Linked DNA regions of Sus scrofa: region 2 is linked to region 1. A link is a contact called in public HiChIP or PLAC-seq data. All regions are on one chromosome and are shown on one strand. The core of a region is the stretch at or near the end of the contact, and the rest is flanking DNA. Distances in the headings are between cores, read along the strand shown. Region 1 has its middle 20 kb from the start of TM4SF20. Region 2 overlaps AGFG1 (arf-GAP domain and FG repeat-containing protein 1).

Region 1 (7,506 bases), core at 1,690-4,189:
AAAGGCAGAGTCTGAAAATTATGCCTGATGGAGAGAAGGAGGAATCCTGGCAACAGACGTGGTGCTGACAGACAAAGAAAAGCACGTCTGACGGGATTTGGACGAGTCACCACGGCGGGGCTAGAAGAGAAAGCGAAACGTGTTTAGAATGAGCCCTTCCTTCTTAGTGGCCATTTACTCAACTCATCCATGTGCCTTTGAGTCGTGGCCCCTCCAGTCTCCAGCCTCATCCGAGTGTGGAATCTTTTTTTTTTTTCATTTCTTCCAACTGATGGACGAAAACATCGAGGTGCACTTTGGGTTGGAAACCCAGTGCTGTCAGGCTGCGTTTTTCACTGCTCTGTTCCCGGTACCCCCGGGGTGACCTGTGAATCCCGCAGTCCCAGAAAATTGTAAGCTGGAGTGATGCGACAGGACGTGGGGGGAAGGAGCTGCAGCAGAACAGCCGTGGTAACAGGTGGACGGAGGAGAGAGAGGCGCGCTTTCATCGGATGGTTTGTTGGAAGTGGGCAGGGTTTAGGTACGAGGTCACGGCCAACACGCTGTTTTTGCTGCGCCCTTTGATCCTTTCTGGAAGGCGAGCCCCAGGCTGCCAATGACACACCCTAAACTTGAACATGCAGCCCTGACTCAGAAGGGGCAGCCAGGGGCGGGGCCTCATGGGGACTTTGTGATGGCACCGCTCATGGTAGGACAGAGGGATTTTCACAGGGAGGGTTCATGGTGTTACCATCTAAAGGGTGGTATCCGTGTAAGGGGAAGCGGGTTGGTTTACGAAACAGATGTCGCCTGCTTCTCATCGCCTCAGATCCTGATTTTTTTCAAGAGATCCTAGCCAAGCAGACCAGGACGTGAAGAAGCCCCATGAGATAAAACAGGCTGTTGCGGCAGGGATCTGAAGTAGCCGTGATTCTCCCACAACAGTGCCTGGCTGTACAGGATCTAGAGGAGTCATGCTTTGCTTCTGGTTAAATAGGATCAGGGATGGCCCCACATAAGACCGAGCAGGTGCGGTTCGCTGTGTGGAATAAACTGCAAAATCAGTTGAATGTGAACAGGCCAGGCCAGAGACCTTCTCTAGGGCAAAGACCAAACCCTTCCATCATCCCCTTCCAGTTGGTGGAAGGTCGTTGCCGTCCCCACTCTCCAGTAAGCAGTCAGATCAACTGGAGCCAGATGGCATCTCTAAAAATGTGGCCTGCAGCCATGCTTGGGAGTTGAATGTGTGACTCGCATTCCCTCTCAGCATAAGAATACATAATGTAACCTAATTAGAAGCTTTTGTGCAGCCAAGGAAACCATGGACAAAGTGAAAAGACAACCTACTGAATGGGAGAAAATATTTGCAAATGATACAACCGATAAGGGGTCAATATCAAAAATATACAAGTACCTTATACAGCTCCATGTCAACAAAACAAACAACTCAATTCAAAAATGGGCAGAGGACCGGAAGAGACAGTTTTCCCAAGAAGACATGCAGGTGGCCAATGGGCATATGAATAGATGCTTGACACCGCTAATTATTAGAGAAATGCAAATCAAAACCACAGTGAGATATCACTTCACACCTGTCAGAATGGCCGTCATCAAAAAAGACCACAAATAACACACGTTGATGAGGATGTGGAGAAAAAAGGAACCCTTGTCCGTTGTTGGGGCGAATGTAAACTGGTGCAGCCACTATGGAAAACAGTTTGAAGATTCCTCAAAAAACTAAAAATAGAGTTACCATATGACCCAGCAATTCCACTCCTGGCTATATATCCAAAGAAAAGGAAACACAGATTCCAAAAGATACATGCACTCCAATGTTCACAGAAAGCATTATTTATAATTGCCAAGATACAGAAGCAATCTAAGTGTCTATCAACAGACAAATGCATAAGGATGATGTCACACACACACATACACACACACAATGGAATACCACTCAGCCAGAAAAGGATGAAATTTTGCCATTTGCAACAACATGAATGGACTTAGAGGGTATTATGTTCAGGGAAATCAGTCAGAAGAAGATAAGTATTGTATGTTATCCCCTATATGTGGAATCTAAACTATACAACAAACTGGCAAATATAACAGCTAAGAAACAGACTCCCACATATTGAGAACAAAGTAGTGGTTACCAGTGGGCAGGGGGGAAGAGGGCGGAGTAAGATAGGGATGGGAATTAAGAGGTCCAAACTCCATCCTATAAAATAAAGAAGCTACAGGGATATATTGTACAGCACAGGGGATAGAGCCATTATTTGATAAATGGAGTAGAATCTATAAAAATATCGAATCATTCTGTTGCTTACCTTAAACTTACATAATATTGCAAGGCAACTATACCCCCCCCCCAAAAAAAGTAAATAGTGCTGGTTGGGACTGACCCAGAGAAAAAAGAAACCAGAAGATGGAAACCCTGAATGTGCCTGAGGTTACTGATTGGGGTCCTATCAGAAAATCAGCTGAAGAAGGGCAGAGCCAGCTGTCTGAGGCAGGGCTGCATTTGAACCCTCAAATTGTGCCTGGCACATGGCAAGTTCATGGTGTTTTCCTCAAATGCATGAGAGGCTTTCTCAGAATAAGGTTTCTGTGATCAGAACCTTCTGCAGCAGAGGAGTTCCCGCTGTGGCATAATGTGATCAGCGGTGTCTCTGGAGCTCTGGTTCCCCAGACCAGCTGCAGTGGGTTAAGGTCCAGCGTCGCCACAGCTGCAGCATAGTCAAAACTGCAGCTCGTATTGGATCCCTAGCCTGGGAACACCATTAAGAAAATAAAGAAATACATAAAGACCACGGCAGATTCCCTGCCATGGTGAAATCTTTTTTCTGATCCCGCAGAGGTCACGTCTTGATGACACCATCATCTAGCCTAGATGGCTGCACAGACGGCACTGGGGTTTCAAACACTAGGATGAAAATTCTTCCCAGCTCCTCACAGCTGACTTTATGTCTGAGCCCCTTTGATTACCTTTGGGGCCAATCTTGCCCCTCCCAAGCCCATTTTATCATCCCTTTAAGGTCCTGGAGTTAGTCAGCAGTCCCGCAGAGGGTGACTTCTGAGCACACAGCGCCCTCTTGTGTCTAATGACATAGTTTCCAACAGCCGCTAAGGCGCAGCCCAGGGAAGCCTTTTGAAGGCTCTGACGCAGAAGGCCTTGCTGTTAAGGCCGAGGGAGAACAAACATGCCCCGTGGCCCCAATGTCCAGAAAAGTCCAAAATATCCTGAATATGGTACTAACCACTCAACTCAGAGCTTTGAAAATTAAAACAAAAATCAGCCACAATAAAAATCCAAATTCAAGAGCTCACAGACAGAAAATCTTACCTTCTAACAGAGCTGGGCATAGCCATAAGCTGAACTAGTCTATGAAGCAGAAGCATGAAGATATCTTCCTGGAGTTCTCCTTGTGGCTCAGTGGTAATGAACCCAACTAGCACCCATGAGGACAAGGGTTCAATCCCTGGCCTCACTCAGTGGGTTAAGGAGCCGGCACTGCTGTGAGCTTTGGTGTGGTTCACACACGCGGCTTGGACCCTGTGTTACTGTGGCTGTGGTGTAGGCCAGCAGCTGTGGTGCCGATTCAACCCCTAGCCTGGGAACTTCCATTTGCCTCGGAACACACATTCTATCACTCCACCCCCCTATACAGGTGCATCTCACCTTCAGAAAATTGCAGATGGGCCTGGCTGTGAACTAAACAGTGCCCCTGAAGGTGTGCAGTGCACAACCTGAACATCCTTAGGAAGCAGCCTTGATGAAATACCTTCTTCACAAAAGAGCATGAAGGTTCAGCCTCTGTCTTTATGATTATTATTTTTTTTCTTTTTGGTCATGCCCATGGCATGCGGAAATTTCTGGGCCAGGGGCCAAACCCACACTACCTCAGTGGACAAGGTCAGGTCCTTAACCTACTGAGCCACCAGGGAACTCTGAGGCTCTGCTTTAAAACCAGGTTTTGCTCACTCTTCAGCACATTTGAGAAATCAGTCAGGCTTGTGCTTTCCTATCTCTCCTTTCAGATTCTTGTCCCACCGTACTTGCCTTCTCCACCCACCATCATGCCTTCTCCATCCTTGTCTTTCAAGGTACACCCTGCTTTTACAGGCACAGTGCCTGACCTCAGATGAGCCAAGTTCCCCGGGCACACTTACAGACCATGCTAGTGGCCAGCAGGAAGAGGAGGTGTTGGGGGCAGCATGGCATTTCCAATAGCCCTTTCTACATCTGTCTTTATCGTCTCTGTGAAGAGACATCTCTCTCTCTCCATTCTCCTCGCTCAGTCTCACTGATCAAAGGACAGCTGGCAGAGTTCCTGTTGTGGCTCAGTGGTAACGAACCTGACTAGGATCCATGAGGATATGGGTTTGATCCCTGGCCTCGCGCAGTGGGTTAGTTATCCAGCGTTGCCATGAGCTGTGGTGTAGGTTGTGGACGCGGTTTGAATCTGGCCCCATTGCTGTGGCTGTGGTGTAGGCTGGCAGCTGGAGCTCTGATTCCACCCCTAGCCTGGAAACTTCCATATGCTGCAGGTACAGCCTTAAAAAAAAAAAAAATTGGCTCAGTTGCAGGAATAAATCTGACCCTTGCCTCCAGACACTCCAATGAGCAGGAGTGATCACACCTGTGTACCTGGCATAGGAGGCGTGTTATTTGCTTTGAGCTAAATTGTTCTGGTAATTTTTTTTTTTCTTCCCGATTTCTCTTTAGAGTAAATTGGGGCTAAAGGGAAAGGGCAGGGCTCTAGGGTTCATAGTTTCCTTCTGTACAAGAGATTAGATTACAGACATAACAACCAAGAGTTCCTGCTGTGGTGCAGTGGATTAAGAATCCAACCACAGTGGCTCAGGTTGCTGCCGAGGCGAGGGTTCGATTCCCCAGCCCGGCGCAGCGCTAGGGGTTAGAGGATTCTGCTTGAATGCAATCTCTAGCCTGGGAACTTTATATGCTATGGGTGCATCCATTAAAAATAATAAGAATAATAACAACCTCTCAGTCCTCTCCAGTCCAGCACCTAAGGTGTAGGATGCTTAACTGGAGAGTTTGATTAGCATTTCACAGGGATTCCCGAAGAAGGTTCCCTTTTTCTGATGCCTGAGAAGGGGCTCTTCTGAGGTGGAGTGAACCCAAGAGACATCTCAGTGGAGCACTTGCCTCCTTTCTTCGGTCCCCTCTCATCAAGCCCCTCACAGCATCCAGTGGCTCTTTCCCATCTCCATGATGCTCGATGCAGCGTGCCACGTCCAGCCATCCCCTACCCCGTGTTCCCAGTGCCATTTGCCTTCCTGGCATTGCTCACCCTCCCCTGAAACGTTCTCTTTGCTTGGCCCCTGCAGCCCAAGTCCCTGGTTTTCCTGCCACCACCCCATCGCGCCTTCTGTGGCTCTTGTGAGGGCTCCCCTTCCTGGGTACCTTTCTGGTCCCAGGTCTGTCCTCCCCACAGCCTACCTGACGTCTCCATGTAGACGAAGCACAGTATTTCCAATTCTACGTGACGGACCCAAATATCACCATCCTGCCCTCCCCCCACGCAACCCCAGCAATGCAACTGTCCTCCCACACCTGGTCACTTAGAACCTGGAGCATCCTTGACCATGCCCCTCCCTCACCCTCCTTTAAGAATCCTCCTAAACATAGGCTAAATCCATTCACTTCTTTCCACTGCCACTGTCGCCCCTAAACCCCATCCACTCCACCTGCCTGCCTGCCCATCACGATGGCTCCCTCACTGTCTCCCCATCTCCATCCCTTTTCAACCCATTCTCCGCACAGCTGCAAATGGACCCCTCGCTGCCCCGGGAAGAGCACCTGCTGCTCCCGGAGAAAGTTCAGGATTCTCACCCATCCCGCAACGCTGGGCAGGGACGGGCCCCGCAAGCCTTGCAGGCTCCTTGCTACCACCGCCCCTTCTTTCTCCACAATCCACAACCTCCCAGCTTCCTTTCAAGACCTCTGACTCCAGGACATTCCCACCTCAGCCCCTGACCCTGTTCTCGCCTGTGCCTGGAATGCTTCCACTCCCACGTGTCGGTGCCAGCTCCTCTTCAGACTTCAGCCCCCCGCTCGCTCCTCCGGGGGCACCTTCCGTGACCCACGAGCTTGGTTGAGATCCCACTGCTTTAAGCCTCCCCTTCCTAGCAGCCCTTGCCACTATAACCCACACGTGGCTGTGTTCTTTGTAACCCCACCTGCCTGCCAAGGAGGGTGGAACCCGTGATGTTGCTGGACATACGAAGGAGTCTGACTGTGAGAGTTTACAGGGAAACGGTCCACCTAAAACAGAGGTAGAAAGTAGCAGCAATGATGCTGGATTTCTCAGAATAACCTCAGAAACAGGAGCAGAGAGCAAGGGGGCCTGAGTGCTGGGGGACAAAGGGTACAGAGGGGGTCCAAGTGGAGTGACTGGAAAAACCTTTTTTTTTTTTTTTAAGGCCACACCTGCGGCTTAGGACGTTCCTGATCTGGGGATTCAGTCCGAGCTGTAGCTATGACCTACGCCACAGCTCCGGCAACACTGGATCCTTTAACCCACTAGGCCGGGCTGGGGATCAACCCAAGCCTCCACGTGGAAAGGCCTTTTGAAGAACACGGTTAGCATAGGATTTTCTTTTTCCTGCTGCACCCACGGCATATGGATGTCACGGGTCGAATCAGAGCTGCAGCTGCCGGCCTACACCACAGCCACAGCCACAGCAGATCTGAGCGGCATCTTTGACCTACACCGCAGCTTGTGGTAACACAGGATCCTTAACCCACTGAGCGAAGCGGGGGATTGAACCCACACCCTCATGGATCCTAGTCAGGTTCTTAACCCACTGAGCTCTACAATGGGAACTGAGTTAGCTTTTTTTTTTTTTTTTTTTTTTTTTTTTTTGTCTTTTTGCTATTTCTTGGGCTGCTCCTGTGGCATATGGAGGTTCCCAGGCTAGGGGTCGAATCGGAGCTGTAGCCACCGGCCTACACCAGAGCCACAGCAACACGGGATCCGAGCTGCATCTGTGACCTACACCACAGCTCACGGCAACGCCGGATCCTTAACCCACTGAGCAAGGCCAGGGATCGAACCCCCAACCTCATGGTTCCTAGTCGGATTCGTTAACCGCTGAGCCATGATGGGAACTCCCTGATTTAGCATCTTATTAAAACATTTTACTTATCCAACCCTCCATCAGTAGATCCACCTGTCTTTATAAAAGACTTCTCCCTGGCTAACTCCACTCCTATTAAACCTGAGTCCAGAAAGAGTATTTTTTGCCAAGTAACAAGGACAGCTCTGGCAGGGAGAAGTCTCTGCAGGAGCGGATAGAATCAAGAAGGACTCTGGAGGGATGGAGACCACCCCACCTTGGCCGTGCACATGTCTGCTCTGCAGACTTGGGGTGGGGGAGCGGAGGCAAAACAGGACGCGAGAGGACGGGGAGGGGGCGGGATGGTAGGTTCCACCCTGTATTCCTCTTTCTTCAGAAGGAGCTGGCCCTGGGGGGTTAGGGAGTTGGAGGGTGGGGGCTAAC
Region 2 (7,506 bases), core at 1,389-3,888, 130 kb before region 1:
ACTGATCACATTGTTTACTAAATCTACAGCCTTGCAGAAAATACTATTTGGACAAGAAAGCAGGTGAGTTTCACAAATAAAATACCTTACTGTCAATGCTTTGCAATCAAATGAGTGCTTTCTTAAGTCAAAAAAGGGTTTGTGCACAATGGCTGCCTCAATTTGTACAAAGTTGTGACATCACATCGCTATAAGACCAAAGAGCATCTAGGAGGAATCACATCCTGATTTTCCCAAAGTGAAAACAATGCAACAACTTTTAAAGTGCTTAAAATTGCACCTCACTTACCATAAAAGGATTACTAGATACTCCAGCAGCTGCAACTTGACCAAAAGGAGTTACCACTGGCTTTGTTTGTCCAAATGCTGCAAAACCTGCACCTTATTAAAACAGAATCTCCAATTATAAACATACCTTTGAGAGACAATCTGGTGCTCATAAAGCTTCATAAAGAGAAAAATACCTACCAGAGCAACAATAAAAACATAAATTAATTAAAAATTAAAAAAAAAAACAAAACCAATGTTAGGAGTCCCCACTGTGGCACAGTGTGTTAAGAATCCAACTGTAGCAGCCTGGGTCGCTGCAGAGAAGCGGGTTCAATCCCCGGCCCTGTGTAGAGAGTTAAAGGATCTGGTGTTGCTGCAGCTGCAGTGAAGGTTGCAGCTGAGTCTCAGATTCATTCCCTGGCTGGGAACTTCCCTATGCCTTGGGTGTGGCCATAAATAAATAAATAATCAATCAATGTTACTATCACCTTGTTGAGTCTCACGTTCTTTCAACTACCAGTCAAATTTCCAATGATATGTCTTAAAGAGCTTACACTGACTCTCCAGAGTCAATGACAAACTCTAATTTGCCTCAACTATGTAAATTGCTGACAAAAGATCTGAGAGATGGATGAGCCTGTGACTTGAGAGGAACTGTGAAGACAATACAGTGTTTTCCATGTGACTATCACAGTATTCCTTAGGAAATATTTCACCTGTATGGCTCTGCCATGGATCATATCTCCAAATTTTTATCTAACCACTCTTTAAAAAAGAAAATATGTAATTGTAACTCAAGAATAATCTTCAAAACTAGGGACTTTAGACTTCGGCAAATCAGCGAAATGAGCAAAAACAACAACAAAAACTGGTCTCAAGTGAATCTTTCTGAAAACATGTAACAAACTCTAAACACAATACAGTTACCTATTTGGAAAATTAATCTATTTCACTCGCAAAAAAACAAAAACAAAAATGTATACAAGATGGAGCGGAAATAACAGTTCTCCAATGCAAAACAAGCAAAAACATTCTAGGTCTATAAAGCATCCTTCTAAAATCAAGAGGCATGCTACAATTCAGAAGTCAAATTAATAAGAAAGACCCTGGAGATTCTGAGAAAGAAGAAGTACTCTTTAGTCTCTGGTTTCTCCTAAATCTGTAATCTGGTTACAAAAACTTACAAAATCACTTAATTTTCTGAGGCCCAAATTACCAATGGCTTTTATATTTCAGCAGTCAACATTCAGTAGATAATGCTATCGCATTCTTTCGGTAAGTCTTTTGGTCCAAACACGTAACATTACGATATATAAGGATACCAAAAGCGGGCTTTCGGCTAGCCAAAGGTTGGATCTTACCATTGGGCTGTTGAGAAAAAGCCGTCTGCTGAGGGAAAGCTGCTTGGGCTGGGAAGGCAGGCTGCTGGAAGCTGCCGCTAAAGCTGGTGGGAAGACTGTAGGGAGCAGGAGTCCCAAACCCTGCAGGCATGCTCATTGATGCAGTGCCAAAGGTCGCTGCTGAGAGGAGGAAGGACAGCTTATCACTTACACACGAAAGAGTAGGTTTTGGTGCTCACACTCAACATTATAGGAATGGATACTTAGAGGAATAGATATTTACCCTAAAAATAATAAGATATATTTTAAATTCCAAAACTAACAAACTTAGTACTAAGTTTTAGTGCCACAGAGTTTAACATAATAAGCTATAAAATTCTGTTCTCCTGAAATCAATAACCAGAATGAAACTAATAAAGATACCGTTTGAAATCATAAGAAAGTTTCTCAAATTACATAAAGTTTGACTCTAAACAGTAGTCTACTTTTAAAGCCAACCACCATGCAATTCATATGTATACTAGTGCATACATTTTTGTTTTAAGTTTCGTTTTGCTATACACAATAACAGTCAAATATTTAATTGTATCTAGTGAATTGTCTGCTATAATGTAATTTAATATATGTATTCCTAGAAGAAATATTTAAAATCTCTGCAAAATAGCTCACGAAAATTAATAGGAGAAATAGGGTTGGAGGGAGGCCCTATGCAGCTTTGTAACCAAAGTCAAGAAAAGGGATTGGGAAGTGGTCCTAATAAAAACACTAACACAACTAAAATGAAAATATATGGACTCCCATTCCTTTTCTGGAAAGTAAATGAAGAGTGCTTTGGATAAGGAGTGTAAGGAAAGTTAGGATTGATGAGTAACAGAAATCAAGGCAAAGCACATAAAAATTAAAAAGAAAGTGAAATAAGCATTCTTAAAAGAGACAATGCAGGGGAATGACACTGTCCAAGGTGGTACTGCTCCACTGCCACATCTAGCCACTATTACTTGAACACAGAATAAAGGCATTCATTCACAGGCTGCGGAAATTCTTGTGTGAACCACAGCTACATATGTGGTTTACTGCCATCACTTCCTCATTTATGAATTACACATTCACATTAAATACATACAGGAGAAGAATATATTGCTTATTGCTAGTGAAGTTTCAAAACAGAACCTTCAACTATATGGTGTAGGAAAGTTCTCAGTGAACTAAGAGCCAATAATGTTGCTTTTAATACAGAATACCAGTAATTACATGTTGAAATATTTTCAGTATGATGCTATAAAAAACCATAATTCCCTGATTTAAAAAAAATACCAACTTGATTGCTGATTAAAGTCACAGAAATTAACACTAAAATTGCTACACAGAATTATCTTTCAATTAAAAAACCTAAAAATCATGTCATAGATGTTGCCCAAAGTTAATTCTCATAATGCTAAATTTAATAACTGTAATTTTCCTCAATGAACCTAATTAGACTATCAAATTTTAAATATTATATTTTATTACTGATAAGAAAAAAGGGGAAATAAGCCACTGGAAAGCAAGAGAATTAAAGAAGAATAAGCACACTGCAAGGGAAACAGGAGGGCTTCAGAACAGACATCAATGCACTGACATAACTTTGACAAATCACTTTTTAAGAAAGCACTAAAAAGCAAAAGTTAAGCAAAACCAAACTCCATGGAAGAATGTGGTAAAATGGTTTGGTACATCGAAAAGGTATATCATTCAAAGTATTATGAATTCAAACTTAAGAAAAATAATTGAAAAAGCTGTTAACATCTACTGTGACCATGGAGGTAAGCAATATGCTTTTCAATATTAAAACACAGATCACTACAAAGGATTTTCATGGAACTTTAAATGTAATGTATTCTCAATGCCACACATCCATGCCCACTCCATTTTAAAAACATGGAAAAAAAACTAATTCCACATGCAGGGATCCAGAACACTAGCAGAAGCTTCCACAAGCAGGTAGACAAATTGCCACACAAATCTAGGTATTAGTTGTGGCCACCTACCAAAATGAGCGTGAGGAAACACTTGAGAATGCATTGCTCCAGAAAGGCCTTATGGAAAGCCATAAAGAGACCAATGTCAATTAACTTATGAGTAACTACTGTCAAAATCAAAGTTAATTTGTTTCATTAAAAAGTTCTGAAATTAGAAAAACTGTTACAAAGTAAGTAGCATAAGAGTACATAATAAAAACACATCCACAAAGACTCTTTATTTCAACTACATTTATGATACTAATCTTTACATTGTTTGAAATAAAGGGAAGGTTAGAGTAATACCAGATAAACAAATATCATATGAAGAAACATTTATGAAATCCATCTTTTAAATAAATTGCTAACTTTTTTATGTGAAGATACAGCTATATCCATAAAAAGACATTCTAGGCCTCATCAGTTATACCCCAAAATGCCATTCATAGGATCATCTATAATGAGCTAGCATCTAAAAAGTCAAATCTCAGGGAAAACATCTGAATAATGTTCAACTGTTTTATTACAATTCCATACTTTAACTAGAAATACGTAAGGATAACTCAAGTGAACTAAAGAATATTACAAGGGGACAATTACTCAAGGCAGTTCATTAGAAAGGTGAGCAGCACATTCAGTTAAAATACGATGGCTAAAAAAGAGAAAGAAAAGGAAAAATACATCTCGTGCAGATCTTACCTGGCATTACTGAGGTCAGAAAGGTTATATACAAATAAATATAATTAGCAGAAAACAAATTTTAGGTTGTTAAGTACTAGAATCACTTTATGTCTGTTTATGTCCCACCTGGAATGGGACTGTTTCTAAAATCCACGTTCATGCACTTTAAATTAGTATCCTTAACCAAATGAATTTGGGGAAACAAGGCAGCTGAGGGATTAGAGGGGTTCTGAGTCTTGGTTCTGTCATTGTTGTGATTACAGGATATCATTTAACTTCTATAAGCCTCAGTTTCCTCATGTGCAAACAGGGGGTGGAAGGGCAGGGATAATAATATCCACTTTACAAAGCTGCTGTGATTAAAAGTGCTACAGAGTAAACCCAACATTTTTTTCCTTGTTAACCTAAAGAAATATTTTTTAGTGTGTCTATATTCAACAAAAGGTTGATTGAGGGGGCAGGGATATGGGATAGACAAGTTTGGCCACTTTGTTGTTTATCTCCTTTCTAAGGGCAAGTCAAAGGCTCTGAGAAATCCTGCATTAATACTGGTTAAACTGTGTCTAACTCAGCATTTACCATATGTATTTGGACACAGAACCTCTTTCCATGAAGTACTGGTAACATGTCAGGAGATAGATTTCACAAAATACACTGGCAAAAACTGACTTTTAGTTAACAGTGATGGTTAACCAACATCTGCAACAATGATGCCTAGTCCTGAGCTGCCATAAAAGTATTTTAGACTTGTTTTAACAGGCTTTTTGAGATATAATTCACATATCATACAATTTGTCCACTGTAGAATTCAGTGTTTTTTAAAAATACTTACCGAGTATACAACCATCATTCAGAATCTAATTTTAGGAGTTCCCATTATGGCTCAGCAGGTTAAGAACCCAACTAGTATCCATGAGGACATGGGTTTGATCCCTGGCCTCGCTCAGTGGGTTACTGATCCGGCACTGCCGTAAGCTGTGGTATAGGTCGTAGACGTCACTTGGATCCTGCAGTGCTGTTGCTGTGGCAGTTCCAATTCAACCCCTAGCCTAGGAAGTTCCAGATGCTGCACACATGGCCCTAAAACAAAACAAAAATAAATCTAATTTTAAGAGTTCTCTTGTGGTGTAGGGGGTTAAGGATCCAGCATTGCCGATGCAGCCACTGGGTTGCTGCTGTGGCACAGGTTCAACCCCTGTCCCAGAAACTTCCGTGTGCCGTGGGCGTGCCCAAAACAAACAAAAAAAATCAATCTAATTTTAGAACATTTTCATTCCCCTGTAACTAAAGGAAATTTCATACCCATCATCAGCTATGTCTCTCCATCTTGCGCCCCTCACTTTTTTGCCTCTATGGATTTGCCCATTCTTTTTTTTTTTTGTCTTTTGAGGGCCATACCCGTGGCATACGGAGGTTCCCAGGCTAGCGGTCGAATTGCAGCTGTAGCCACCAGCCTGCACCACAGCCACAGCAATGCGGGATCTGAGCTGCGTCTGCAACCCACACCAGAGCTCACAGCAACGCCAGACCCTTAACCCACGGGATCAAACCCGTACCCTCCTGGTTACTAGTCAAGTTCATTAACCACTGAGCCATGATGGGAACTCCTGGATTTGCCCATTCTTGATAGATCATGTAAATGGAATCATATATGGCATTCTTCCTTTATTTAGCCTAATTGTTTCCAAGGTTCATCCATGTTGTACCATGTATTAGTACATTATTACTTTTACTTCAAACTAATTCCACTGTATGACTATACCACATTTGGTCTAACCATTCATTAACAGATGAACATCTGCGTTGTTTCTGCTCTTTGACTATTAGGAATAATGCTGCTGTGAACATCTGTGTACAAGTTTTTGTGTGGATATATGTTTTCATTTACTTTCCAATGTGTGGAACCAGTGGTAATAGTGCTGCTTTAGAAGCATCAGGGGGTACCAGTCTTAGATTAGTCATTGCTATGTGGGACCCCTAAGCCAAATGCATCACCTAAGCGGATCCACCACCTAAGTAAAAAAACAAAAAGGCTTGGCTAGATGTTACAGTGATTCTTTCGGCTCTACATTCTACAAGTTTATCTCCTTGGGGGGAGGGGGGAATGACTTTAAAAAGTCATCCATTTACTCACTAAATGAATGTTAAAAAAATAAAGGCTACTCATTCAGAGGCAAAGGAGATTTAAGAGTTAAATTGAAAATTAAATTAACTCTTAATTAGATTTAAGGGATTGAAGGCTCTGGAAAAATAGAATGCTAAATATTATCGAATCCTAAAACAAAAAGTCTTAGGCCATATTGGCAACTCTACTGAAGGTTTCTACATAACACGGTAAAGGAAAGCCCCAAAGCTTTGCAAATGCAGAAAAAAAATTATTTAAAATGTGTATTTTAAGAATAAAATATATCAGTAAAACTTAAAATAGTTCACACAGAATTATTATGCAACGCCCTTTTTCAAAAACTACCTCAAATGGAACTTAACACTAACATAAATGAGAAGAAAAAATATTTCCTAAAGAATATTAATTTTGATGGTAAAAAACATTAGAAAAACCTAAGTATAGTGTATTTGTCAAGGTACTATTTATATTTCAGCTCGACAGAAACATGTTATGTGGTTAACTTTTAATTTGGCTTAGTCAATTCAATAACAACCTGGTAAAGATGATCAATGCGATAAATAAAAATGGTTTATTATGGAAAAAGTATTTTTTCTTGAAATAAAAATCTGTGGACAGAGTAGATTTACCTTTCAATACATTTTGCTTAGGCTAATGTTAAAATTACTCTATATCATCTGAACATAAAATGTACATTTTATACTATTTCATATCCCATGTAGAACCTTAACTTTAAAAGGACTTTCACATTCTAAATAAGCAAAAACAAAAACAAAAACAAAAGAAACACAAAGAAACAAAAGAAACACAACCAGTTTGGAAGTACAGTCATGAAAGGAAAATAACAGGAATGATTTACCAAGTACATACATTAATTCAAAGACCATACATGGTGATTTGCATCATCTAATTCTCAAAACATCTCTGCCAGAGAATATTCACATTCTACAGAAAAGTGCAACTGCAACAATAAGGTTCAGAGAAGTTACATCAACATAACCTTGGTTCAAGTATAATTTCAGTTTCCTTCCTCAGGCCATTATAATAGCTATAAACATCTCAAAATTATCTTGCAAATAATGTATCTTCCCAT

What was found. HiChIP or PLAC-seq counts read pairs in DNA pulled down with a chosen protein or histone mark.
Region 2: a contact with region 1 is called in an H3K27ac HiChIP or PLAC-seq map of alveolar macrophages. The contact joins two enhancer-like sites. A contact is called at or near these places in 1 of 47 Hi-C or Micro-C datasets (embryonic fibroblasts) and 1 of 2 datasets of contacts at active chromatin or transcription factors (alveolar macrophages).

The regions. Positions count from the first base shown.
Region 1 is chr15:128,830,759-128,838,264 of Sscrofa11.1, reverse strand. No RefSeq gene overlaps it. Among named protein-coding and RNA genes, the nearest start is that of TM4SF20, 20 kb to the right of the region's middle. Within about 2 kb of position 2,939, at least 14 of the 83 cell types and tissues checked have an H3K27ac peak or open chromatin away from gene starts, as enhancers often do. A contact at or near this core is called in alveolar macrophages, where this site is marked.
Region 2 is chr15:128,965,438-128,972,943 of Sscrofa11.1, reverse strand. It overlaps AGFG1 (arf-GAP domain and FG repeat-containing protein 1), which reads right to left. Exons shown (of 15, transcript XM_021075860.1): 12 at 3,638-3,685; 13 at 1,632-1,790; 14 at 290-381. Among named protein-coding and RNA genes, the nearest start is that of AGFG1, 70 kb to the right of the region's middle. Within about 2 kb of position 2,638, at least 1 of the 83 cell types and tissues checked has an H3K27ac peak or open chromatin away from gene starts, as enhancers often do. A contact at or near this core is called in alveolar macrophages, where this site is marked.